Linked DNA regions of Zea mays: regions 1, 3 and 4 are each linked to region 2. A link is a contact called in public Hi-C data. All regions are on one chromosome and are shown on one strand. The core of a region is the stretch at or near the end of the contact, and the rest is flanking DNA. Distances in the headings are between cores, read along the strand shown.

What was found. A called contact is a pair of places that touch in the nucleus more often than the background predicts.
Region 1: a contact with region 2 is called in a Hi-C map of ear, with 3 times the contacts expected there. The contact joins the promoter of LOC100191563 here to the promoter of LOC100282446 in region 2. A contact is called at or near these places in 2 of 25 Hi-C or Micro-C datasets (ear and leaf).
Region 3: a contact with region 2 is called in a Hi-C map of tassel, with 4 times the contacts expected there. The contact joins the promoter of LOC100277470 here to the promoter of LOC100282446 in region 2. A contact is called at or near these places in 3 of 25 Hi-C or Micro-C datasets (ear, leaf and tassel).
Region 4: a Hi-C map of ear shows a contact between it and region 2, with 1.7 times the contacts expected there. The contact joins the promoter of LOC109942325 here to the promoter of LOC100282446 in region 2. A contact is called at or near these places in 2 of 25 Hi-C or Micro-C datasets (ear and tassel).

Annotation. Positions count from the first base shown.
Region 1 is chr9:85,424,283-85,427,081 of Zm-B73-REFERENCE-NAM-5.0, reverse strand. It overlaps LOC100191563 (GATA transcription factor 20), which reads right to left and starts at 1,285. Exons shown (of 3, transcript NM_001136993.1): 1 at 1,040-1,285; 2 at 558-914; 3 at 1-461. The coding sequence starts at 1,282.
Region 2 is chr9:84,922,935-84,925,952 of Zm-B73-REFERENCE-NAM-5.0, reverse strand. LOC100282446 (elongation factor 1-gamma 3) reads left to right here and starts at 1,362. Exons shown (of 7, transcript NM_001155357.2): 1 at 1,362-1,600; 2 at 2,794-2,943; 3 at 3,008-3,018. The coding sequence starts at 1,592.
Region 3 is chr9:84,614,671-84,617,528 of Zm-B73-REFERENCE-NAM-5.0, reverse strand. LOC100277470 reads left to right here and starts at 1,526. Exons shown (of 13, transcript NM_001279564.2): 1 at 1,526-1,703; 2 at 1,785-1,840; 3 at 1,925-2,042; 4 at 2,138-2,200; 5 at 2,288-2,356; 6 at 2,456-2,622. The coding sequence starts at 1,599.
Region 4 is chr9:85,261,108-85,263,807 of Zm-B73-REFERENCE-NAM-5.0, reverse strand. It overlaps LOC109942325, which reads right to left and starts at 1,360. Exons shown (of 3, transcript XM_035962600.1): 1 at 1-1,360. The coding sequence starts at 522.

The sequences.
Region 1 (2,799 bases), core at 36-2,535, 500 kb before region 2:
GTGATCTCGTCCTGCTGCACGGGCAACGCCGGCGACGCCCGGAAGCTGCAGGTGGCCGCAGCCGCTGAGGCGGGTGCCGCCGGACTCCTGCTCCAGCTGATGAGCCCACCAATGTCGTCGACAAGCAGATCCCTGCTCGGACAGGTGTCGTCATCACCATCCTCGGCGGTGGCCTGCACGACAGTCGCGCTGTCGGTGGCAGCAGCAGGAGCTGCAACGACGACGGCCGCACCGTGACCTTGCTGGACCACCTTGCACCGTTTCTTGAACGGCAGCGACCGGTCCACGTCCACTCTCTTCTCCTTCTTCACCTTGGGGTGTGCTGCTGCTGCGGCCACGGCGGCGTTGCTGGGCGAGGCCTTGCCGCTGTCAGTGGGAACTGCTGACACCGAGCCGGAGGCGGCGGCCATCATCGCCCGCCTCGCCTTCCGCTGCCTGATACCGCACGCGTTGCAGAGCGACTGCGCCATGCAAAACAAGATACGCATGGTCATGGGCCGGGCTTGCAAAGATCACGAATTTGATTGGACTTAGAGGCAGAAAACAAGGTAGGATACCTTGGGGCCGCAAGGACCACTCCTCCACAAGGGTGTCTTGGTGGTGTTGCAGTCGGAGCACACCCTAATAACACCCAAATTCGGTTGGCCGCTCATGGTGTCGTCGTACCCTGCTTGCGCCCTTCTCCTTGGCTTCTTCCCCGCACTGGGATCGGCAGTGGCCTTCCTCGTGATCCTCATCTTGGCTGCCGCCGGCGTCCAGCTGCAAGCATCCATCGACCCGCCGACCTGCAGCTTCCCCATATCGTATGGATCGTACGAGGCAGGCTCGATCATGTCGTCGCGGATGCTCTCCACGGTCGGGAACGGCGTCGAGAAGACACTATTCCCAGTCGCAGTTGATGATCCTCCAATCATCTGAGGTATATAGTCGAAAAGGGCATGAGTGACAAAATTAACAAGGAAATCAAATCTGTGATTTTTTACACATGGGATATGATTGGGGAATTGAACACATGTACAGTTCAGTAGCTAGCACGTACATGTTGGGGCTCCAGCATAGCTTGATGACGCTGCCTCAACAAGTGATGGTCTGCAGCCGATCCATAGCTCAAACTGCCTTCGCTGGCGCTACTATTGCTGATCACAAAGGGGAAAAGGATCGGTGTTTCCTTTGGCAGGGTGAAGGCCTGGAAGTGGCCTTGGTGGTGGTGATGATGATCTTGGTGATCTCCCTCCATGAGAGGGAGGGCAGTGGAGAGCTGGCTCATGTAGATGGCAGACATGGGATGCACTGAGAGGAATTTGCGCTCAAGATCTGATGGAGCTATATATGCAGATCTCGTATGGTTAGGTGATGAGTGAAGATCAGGATGAGATATATGGAGAGTAGGAAGAGGCGAACCGAAGCGGCTGGTGCAGTGGTTATTATGTCGGAATGGCAATTTGCAGCCAGGGATCAAGAGGGAAAGCGAGGTAGCGATCATGCACGGAAGGGAGAGGCATGTCCCTTTTATAAAGAGACAAAGGAGAGAGCTCCCTAGGCTGTGTAGATCATTCGTGTGTGATCCTTTTCATGGACACACGCACGAGAGAGATGTGGAGAGCAAACAATAGATGCGCTAGCTACATCGGAGGGGAACAGTAAAGCTACGTTAGCGCAGTTATAGCAACAATTTCATGCGATATTGTGAGCTATTTTTTGCCAAACAATTTTTTTACAAAACTGCTGTTTCACGGATGAAGCTTGTTTTTTATGCTATCACAAAGAAATCAAGGGAGGTGAAGATGAAAAAAAGTAGATTTTCATAGCTTTCTCACTCATTTTCTTCTCTCAACCACACATTATTAAGCTGTTTCGCCGAACAGTTTTTCCAAAGCAGTTCGTCTTCATCGAGAAATCTACTTGTGAAGCTGTTTTCCAAAACATAATAGCTTCAATAATGGTGAAGCTTAGCTATGCCAAATCGGGCCTAAAATACGTCGGCTGCAGTACAAACACAAGTTATTCCTAGGCGATCTCATTCGACACAGGAGACAATTGTGATCGGGGCAAATGGGGTCTTGGCTTGGCAAGATTGGTGAGTGCAGCAGTCTGGAACCAAGTGAGAAACCATCCACTAAAATCACTCCACCCAAGTCTATCACACCAACCACAAAAGATAAAGTATTTGAGGAAACTCTAAAAGCACCATTTAACACTAGTACACACAGCCTCTATAGTGGCGGTTCTAGAGACGTTTTCACTGACGCTTTTCAATGCCGCCAGTGCTAGGGGCCAGTGGAAATCGTCATTTCCACTGGCGGTTATTCTAGAACCGCCAGTGGAAATTCTATTTTCACTGGCGGTTTTCTTTAGCAACCGCCAGTGGAAATGCTATTTTCACTGGCGGTTTTATAAAGAAAACCGCCAGTGAAAATAGCATTTCCACTGGCGGTTTGTTTTATTTAGCCGCTAGTGGAAAGTTTTCCCGCCTTTTTTAAATTTATATATATTTACACACACAAAACATATATATATATATATATATATATATATATATATATATTGATATTAAAAGCAACATGGAATTAAATTCTATCATACATTTATATACATCAAAGTCTTGTTTACAACCATGTATGCATCACACATTATATACATCAAAGTTTTCACTTAAGCTCTAATAACTATCTCGGCTAAGAGATAGTCTACTAATTTCTGTTAGTATTCTAAACTCTGGCAAAGCTAATGTTCCGGAAGCATCGTGATATTTCCCTTCTGTGGGAATGACCTCTTTCAATATGAATGTGCACAGGTCCT
Region 2 (3,018 bases), core at 113-2,612:
TCTTTCCTAAATTTACGCGCATGCAAGTGAACGTGTTTGACTCATGCATGCATCTTGTCATAATTTTTGGATCTGTATAACCGCATGCATGCGGCTGCCATGTTTTTCGGATCTGCCATAAAAATAGGATCGTAATAACAACCTACTAGAGCTATCAACCTCTCACATTGGCTCGGTACTTACGCTTATAATTGAAGGATCTTATGCTCAAAACTTAAGGTTATTACACTCCAACCCGGAGATGCGTCCACCAGTGAATAACATGCCAGATTTTTTACGCAGTGTAACGAATTGCATAAATAGCTACACCATGTAGTATAATTTGTATCAATATATATCATAAACTAGATCTAATGTGTTTATCTACATGGCTGTTGGAGGGATCATATATTTATGAAGGAAATAAAACATTAAATACGATTTTTTGTTTCTATGCGTGCAATTTATTTCCTTTCGTTGCACATTATTTTTATCATAAATTCGTGTGCATGCAGCTGGTAACAGATTTTTACGTAGTATACTGAATTGCATAATTATCTACACAAGATAGCATATTTAGTAGCAGTACATATTATAAAATGGTCCTTACGAGTCTAGTTGCATGGCTGTTGCAGAGATCCTAAATTTATGGAGGAAATAAATCATTTAAAAATAGAAATCGTCACACGTATCTTTCCTAAATTTATGCGCATGCAAGAGGATGTGTTTGACTCATGTATGCATTCCTTTTTTGCGCGCAGAGACGTGGGCGCGGGTGGTGCAACCGACAGCCTGGTCCAGTCGGTGCGCTGGGTGAACCAGGTTGCAGGGATGATCGACCTGGGCTTCCTTTAACTATTGGAAGCCCAGGGCTCCCGTTATACCTACCCTATATATATATATATATATATATATATATATGACCTTTTTTAGATGTTGATAATATGGATCACATTCTTATAGTAATTATAAATTTTGTATAGTGAAAATATTCCAATAGTTGATTTTGGATGATAGCTTATTTCTATACTATTTGGATCCCATTCACATTTTTTCACCCTATTCTTGTTTTTCTATCGAGATGGCCCTATTTAGGATTGCTCCAGCTCCAAAAAAAATTTCGTTAAATTGATGGAGGAGGTCATTAGGTGCTCCAAAAAATTGTAGAGCTAGAGTTGCGATTCTGAACATTTGAATAAGTTATTTTATTTATTGTTCAGATTAAAAATATAATTTAAACTATTTAAAACTACAGTACTAGAGCTAGAACTAAACATAAACCGGACCTTACCTAGCCACGTAGGTAAAGATTAGTTAATTTTTAAAGGACACAATTTTTGTTGTTTTTCGGTCATGTCTGCTCCTTGCCACGCACCCGGCTCATCTTGCGCTTAATCCAGTCCGTTCAATTCTTGACATCCGAACACCCCGCCGACGCAGCCCTAGATTCCGCATTCCTCTGTCACCTCCGCGGCGCCGCCAGCCCGCCATCACATAACTTCGGCTTCTATCCCTTCGTAAACCCTTCTCTCTTCTTCCCGCGGCCTGCTCGTTCTATCTGTCCAGCAGACTTGAGGTTCCGAGCGGCCGGAAACCAGCGGCAACCGTCGGCATGGCGCTCGTGAGTTCCTTCGCCTTTCTCTCTCTCTTTTTTTTATCACTCTTTCAGAAGTGCTGTGTAGCTCATCACTTATCGGACTGTCTGTGAGGAAGTTTTGTTATGCGCGGCAGTTTGGTTTATAGGGTTTTGTGATTCATGTAATTTAACTTGATCTGATTGTTGATGCGCGCTGCCGAGGTGATGTTTTTCTGTTGGATGGGGATTTCTTGAGTTATAGCGTCATAGGTGTCAGAACTGTAGATGCGTTCGGAGCGTGGTAGTAGTTTAGATACTAAGCTTTTCTTTGGGCAGCTCTATATCTAAGGTAACTTTGAACTGCAGGTCCCTTCCAATTTCAACATGAGTACATGACCCAAACTTTTGTCTTGGAAATAGATCGCCTGTTGTTATCCCTTGTCCACAACCGTCGATTCATACTGAGTACCCGTCGATTCATACTGAGTTTGACTGAATTTACTAATCTGTATCACAGTGCATGTGATGTCACTTAAGAGTTCCCGGCTTACTAGTAGAATGGCACTGGAAACGACCTTTGACCTTTAATACCCTTGTAACATTGTAGTTTTTCAGGAGAACTGCTCTAAGGACAATGGCAATCATATACCTTGTGTATTTGAGCCATTAGATTCAATTAGATGCTATCATCTCAAGTGATTTTAACCATCATCTCAACTGCTTAAAAGTTTTTAATAACCTTCTGATCCTAAGTTGTACTTGAGTTGTAAGTTGAAAATGTTTGTACATGGAGCAATGCTCTTTTGGTGTCTGAAAGGAAGATGAGGAATTGAAGTTCTGAGGTCGACTATGACTATGTTATGGTTTGTTTTTTATAAGTTATCAATTTAGGCAATTCGGTTGTTGTAATGTTTTGACTGCACAAGTTGTACTGTTTTCTTTATTAAAGCATCTTTATTGGAATCTATATGAAAATGTTCCTGTGCCTTGTTGAGAAACAGACATGTCATCAGCTACTTCATATTGTGAATTCTCAGTCTCTGGGATGTTGCTGCATTTGCATGTGCATTTTTTCTCTAATAGTGAAATACATGTGTTTTGTGGATTATGTTCTGGTTCTATCACTTAGGTATTGGTGTAGATGTCATTGCCTGTTTGCATGCGTACTATTGAATTACCATGCACAAACAGAGGTATTTCAGTTTGTAATACAATATGTCTATTTTTTTATTCCATAGGTATTGCATTCTGGGGCTGGAAACAAAAATGCCTTCAAGGCACTTATTGCTGCAGAATACAGTGGGGTCAAGGTTGAGTTGACCAAGGATTTTGAGATGGGTGTCTCCAACAAGACCCCTGAGTTTCTAAAGATGAACCCCCTTGGGAAGGTACAGCATGCACCAATCATTATCTTTGAATACTTTGGTTCATGATCTAACAATTACTCTTCAGGTTCCTGTTCT
Region 3 (2,858 bases), core at 277-2,776, 310 kb after region 2:
TTTGTTGTGGAGTGTACATCCCTATTATAAGCAAATTTAACATGTGGCAAACACTCAGATAAGTAAGCCTTACTTGCAACCACGTCTCGCCTGTCTAACAACTAGATAATTGTTACCTCTAACAACCAAATAAGTAAGGCTTACTTACAACCACCACGACCGCCTTCTTCTCCTTGTTGTTGCTGTCATATATTAACTCCCAACTTACCATATCTTTCCCCATCTCTGCCTCCGTCATCTAGATTCTTCCGCACAACCATAGAGGACATCAACCTTCCTCCATTGGCAAGCACCTCAAACAGCTATCGTGACTCTTCATCGCCATGCGCCTCTGCAGGTAGCGGAGCAAGACACAGCCAAGGGAAAGGAGGAGGCATCGCCACTGGTGATGTGTGGCTGAGACTCGGGAGAGGAGGAGGAGGCGCTTCATATCCTAAGTTTAGTTTAATATTGGTTGTTGGTAGATAATTTGTGAGATACTAAGGTCAATGATAATATATGTATTGCTCATTTTAATATAATCGTTATATGCTAATATTTTATCGAATTATGCACCATCGCAAGATACATGCATTGTACTAGTTTGAATTAAGCCTCACAATCCACAACAATATACGCCACATAGGTCTAATTCAAAGTAGATCAAATGCGAGCATGCCAATAGTTATTTATACATTTGTTCATTCTCAAGACCAATACAATACAAGTTTTCAAAAATTTAAAACAATGCACATCCCTAGTGTATCTATAGATTTTATCTTAAAATTTGACATACAAATTCAATGTAGAAAGTTTTATAAAAATAATAAATCTTAGCTTCATATGTGCACCATGAAAACAAAATTCCTACATATTAGTATTCTTCTCTGTCTCGATGAAATGAGCTAGAAATACAAAAAAAATAATAAATCTTAGATACATGTATGCACTACAAAGACAAATCTTAGGTCTTGATCGTTAAAAAAAACAGAAATAATACATGAATAAATTCATTTCAAGAAATGAGGAAAGAGTAAAATACATTTCTGGTGCTCAAACTTGTCGTCCTGTGTCATTTCAATCCACAAACTTTTAAAGTGTGTCAGTGCGATTTTTAATCGTTGTTTGGGTCTCAGTTAGGTTTACACATGTCGTGGTTAACATATTAACCCTACATGTCATCATGTGAATGTGGAAAATAGAGAAAAAAAGATACACATGTTGATATATGGAGTACTAGACTGACATATTTTAGACCTAACAGAGATCCGAACAATGATTAAGTACTAGACTGACATATTTTAAAGTTTGTAAAATGGAATGACATATAATTATTATAAGTTTAAGAATTGGAAATGTATTTTACTCAATGAAGAAAGGTTTGGTTTGCAAAATGAATAGTCAAATGGTGGGCACCATGGAAGCCCCGCTGCCTAAAATGGTACACAGTACGCCGAATCCTCTCCCGGCACCGCAACCGCTGTTCCTCTGCGCGGAACGCGCGCGCGCCACAGCCGATCAGCCACCGCAGGATTCCTCGTCCACCGCGACCATTCGGCTTCTCCCCAATCCCGGCACGGCGGCACGGGACCTCTCCCTCTCTCTCCCGCTGGCGGGCGATGGCCTCCTCCTCCTCCTCACCTGCGCCCGCCCTGGCCGGGGAGGCGCTACGCCAGAAACGCATCCTCTCCAGCAAGCTCTACCTCGAGGTCCCGTCCTCCAAGGTCGGTCGCGGGCATCGTCCCATCTCTAGCTTCCAAGATACGCGCGAGCTGTCCTTGTCTCAATCCAATGTTTTCTTGCAGGCGCCGGTGGTTTACTCGCCGGCATACGACATCTCCTTCCTCGGCCTTGAGAAGCTGTGAGCTGCCTTCCCGCCTGTCCACCACCTATGCAGAAATACGCATCGGCGTTCAAATGTTTTTGACACGGCGTGCGTGTGCAGGCACCCGTTTGAATCCGCCAAATGGGGCCGCATCTGTAGGTACCTCACCAGGGAAGGGTACCTCGACAAGAAACAGATGGTGGAGCCATTGGAAGCCTGCAAGGAGGATTTGCTAGTGGTAATTAATCAAGAATCAGGAATCTGATTTTCGCCTGGTTCAGACTTCATAGTGTATTTGGTCTGATGAATCCCTTGCATGGCTTGATTAACCAGGTGCACACGGAGGCGTATTTGAACAGTCTCAAATGCAGCTTCAGAGTTTCCTCCATTGTAGAGGTATTGATTTTTCAGAAGTGGGGTTGGCCTGATTGGTGGTGAATTATGTATTGTGGTTGAGTGATTGACAGGTGTTTGATATCTTAGGTCCCTCCTGTGTCGCTTGTCCCTAATTGGATTGTGCACAGAAAGCTACTACACCCCTTCCGGAAGCAGGTATTCTAGTGTGAATATGTGTTTGCCTTTTTGGATTATTTGTAAATTCGTATGCATAATGTGATTATCAGGGGAGGATGATAAAATTTCTTTTCACAGGTGGGTGGGTCCATTTTATCAGCCAAACTTGCATTTGAGAGAGGTTGGGCTATTAATGTTGGTGGAGGATTTCACCATTGTTCAGCAGATGAAGGGGGTGGATTTTGTGCATACGCTGACATCTCTCTCTGCATCCAGTTTGCTTTTGTCCGTCTAAATATCTCAAGGTAAACCCTTTATCGGTAGTTTTGTTTGCTATAATAACTATGTTTTCGTGAGTTATATGCTTGATTGGGTGAGTCTCTTATTATGCTTGTTTGACTGCACATTCTGCTTATGCTCCCTCCAGTGACCAAACAATGTCATTTTCGTGTAATCGCAGACTTTCAGTTAAGTTATTGAATTTTGATCGTCAATTACTTAATGTTTATTGATCTGAACAGCGAGAAATGGTATGAGTAGT
Region 4 (2,700 bases), core at 111-2,610, 340 kb before region 2:
GATCGTCGGCGCGGCTGCTCTCGCCGAGCTGGAACAAGGCTCGATCCAGCGGCTAGGACAGCAAAGAGCCTCACCAAGGGTCACGGCATAGCGTCGGGACTGCCGCTGCAATACGTCGAGCATACCGAGGGCGCGAAGAGGAGGGAATCCACGTGGCTGCGTGAACTGGCGTCGCGGCTGCTGTGCGAGGTCGATGGTTGTTGACGGGGTGAGCGTTGGGGAAACAAACGCCATGGGAGGCCCTCTGCTGTAGTGGGCCGGCGCCGGAGATGGAGGAACTCGGCTGCGAGCTTTAGTGGTGGTGGTGTGCAGCGAGGCATGGTAAGATGAGGGAGCACTGTCGGCGAGGGAAAATGGTAAGAGATTGTGTGCTGGTCGACCATTAGTCGGGTAGGCGGTGCACATAGGGGCTGCACACAGATGGAGGACGGCAATGGCGCAGCGAGAGCTTTGACTCACGTCCATTAGATAGCGTGAAACTGGTTGTGGCGGAGCGACTAGAACGCGCCGGGATCGAGGCATACACGAGCAGAGCAGTGACCACAACTAGCAATGGGGAGCGGCATGGTGATCGACAGGGAACCCCAGCCTAGGCGTTGCGGTTGCAGGGAGCCGGAGATCAGGGAAGGGGGCGAGCACGAGGAAGGTGTCATGGGGAAGAGGAAAGCGCGCTGGCGAGCTAGAGAATCGCGGGGGCCCTGGGCTTGTGCTCGTGCGCGATCCTGGCGTTGGAGGTGGGAAAGCTCTTCGACGTCTTGCGGGAGACGTTGGCCGGCACGGAGGAAGGGAGCTTGGTGACCGGCCTGGATCTGAGGGAGCTCGTAGGGGGAGCCGGCTAGAGACCGACGCAGGGAGCGCGGGGATTCTCTATGGCGCTGTTGCTCGCCTGCTGGAGGGCGCCGGAGTGGAGAAACTCGCCGCCGGGAGAAGGAAATAGGGGAGGGCGCTCGGCTTGCATGGCAGGAGCAGGGAAGGGGAGGCTGGCCATCGACCTTGGGCGTGGCCAGGGAAGGTGGGGGCGTGCCCGGGCATCCAGGGAAAAGAGCGCCATGGATCAAGGTCGGATGGGGGAGAGAAGGAGACCGGCTGGAGGTGTGGCGCCATGGGAGGAGCTTGGTTGGGGAGGGGTGCCGGACCTGGGGCAGAGGAGGCTGGCGTTGAGGGAGTTGTTGAGGGGAGCGGCTGCCAGGGGGCTTCTGCACGCTGGGGGAGGGAGCCGAGCAGGGCAGGGTGCACGCTTCTGCTGCTAAAGGCGACGACCGCGCGCGACATTGGTGGCCTTGGCCGGCTGCTGCTGGTTGGCTGGTGCCAGGCATTGGCCAAGAGCCTGGTGTCCAACGACTGGCTGAGGAGGGAGGTGGCCATCCATTGGCTGAGGGCGCAGCGTCCTGCGAGTCGCCGAGGCTATAGTGCGCACGAATTTCATTTGAACAGCTCGCAGCCACGACGAACAGAAAAGGAAAAAGAAAAAAGGTTGTTGCTGAAATTCAAAAACTATGTTGAAAAAACAAAATTTCTAGTGTCGTATTTAGAAAATAATTTGACGCACATTTTTACTAGGTTTTTGAATTAGAAACAAATTTTAGTCCGCTTGATTTATCCAGATTGTCTAGTAGTGTCTCGGACCATCCGCGTCTATGCGTCGAACCGTATGCGGTGCGCGGAACAGGGGGCCGCGCCTGGCCGCCTTCCTATGCCTGCCCCCTAGCGTTGGAGGTTGTGATGGTGATCTTCAAGGTCTCCCGTCCATCAGGAGTCTTTTCTGTCACCACTTTCCTACAAGAAATTTTAGCGTTTCCATTGGCCTCGCGTGCGTCGCCAATGATGATCTCCTTGCCCTTATCGGTTGCGCTAGGTCGAACTAGGATTTTTTATCATCAAAGTTGACCATATTTATTAGGAAGGGCTCTGTGTCCGCCTGCATTTCTTGATATTTCAATCGGCCCTTGTTGGCCGATTGGACCTGTCATCAAAACACATTACAATCATTAGATGAAATAGTATTGTTTATTTTAATGTTGTCATTTTTAGTAGTTCATTGAATATTTTATCACACTTGCCAACATTAATGTAAACTTAACCTCTTCTTACCGTTTCTTTTGAACCGTTTGCAAAGAGGAACAAGCTGAAAATTTGGCTTGCTTTGGCCAAACCATCTCAGCAGTGTACACTTCTTTTAATTTGTTGTCTGAGCTACTTTGGTCACATTCTGCAACATGGACGTTGTGACGAACCGTTTTGGCAGTATCATTGCTTCAGCTTTTAGAAGCTAAAGCCCTATGGTGTAACTGAGCTAGCATGAAAAATTGAAATCCTTCTAATCTTTCTTTTAAAGGATAATGCATTCCATTAAATGCTAATCCTGCTAGTTATTTTTCTACAAGGTGAATTTAGAAACATCGGTTTCTTGTGTCTTGGAACCTCCGGACATAGTCATTAACCGATTCATCTTTCCCCTGTCGCAGAGCCACTAAATCTACCAGATCTAACTCGTAATCGCTGGAGAAAAAATGATCATGGAATTTTTGTTCTAAATCCCCCCACGAAAAAATAAATTTAGGAGGAAGTGTGGCGTACCATGCGAATGTAGTCCCTATCAGGGACAATGAAAATAAACAAACACGGAACACCTCTATGTTGGCCAGTTCTCCTAATTGTGCTAGGAACTGGCTTATGTGTTCGTGCGTTCTCTTACCCTCA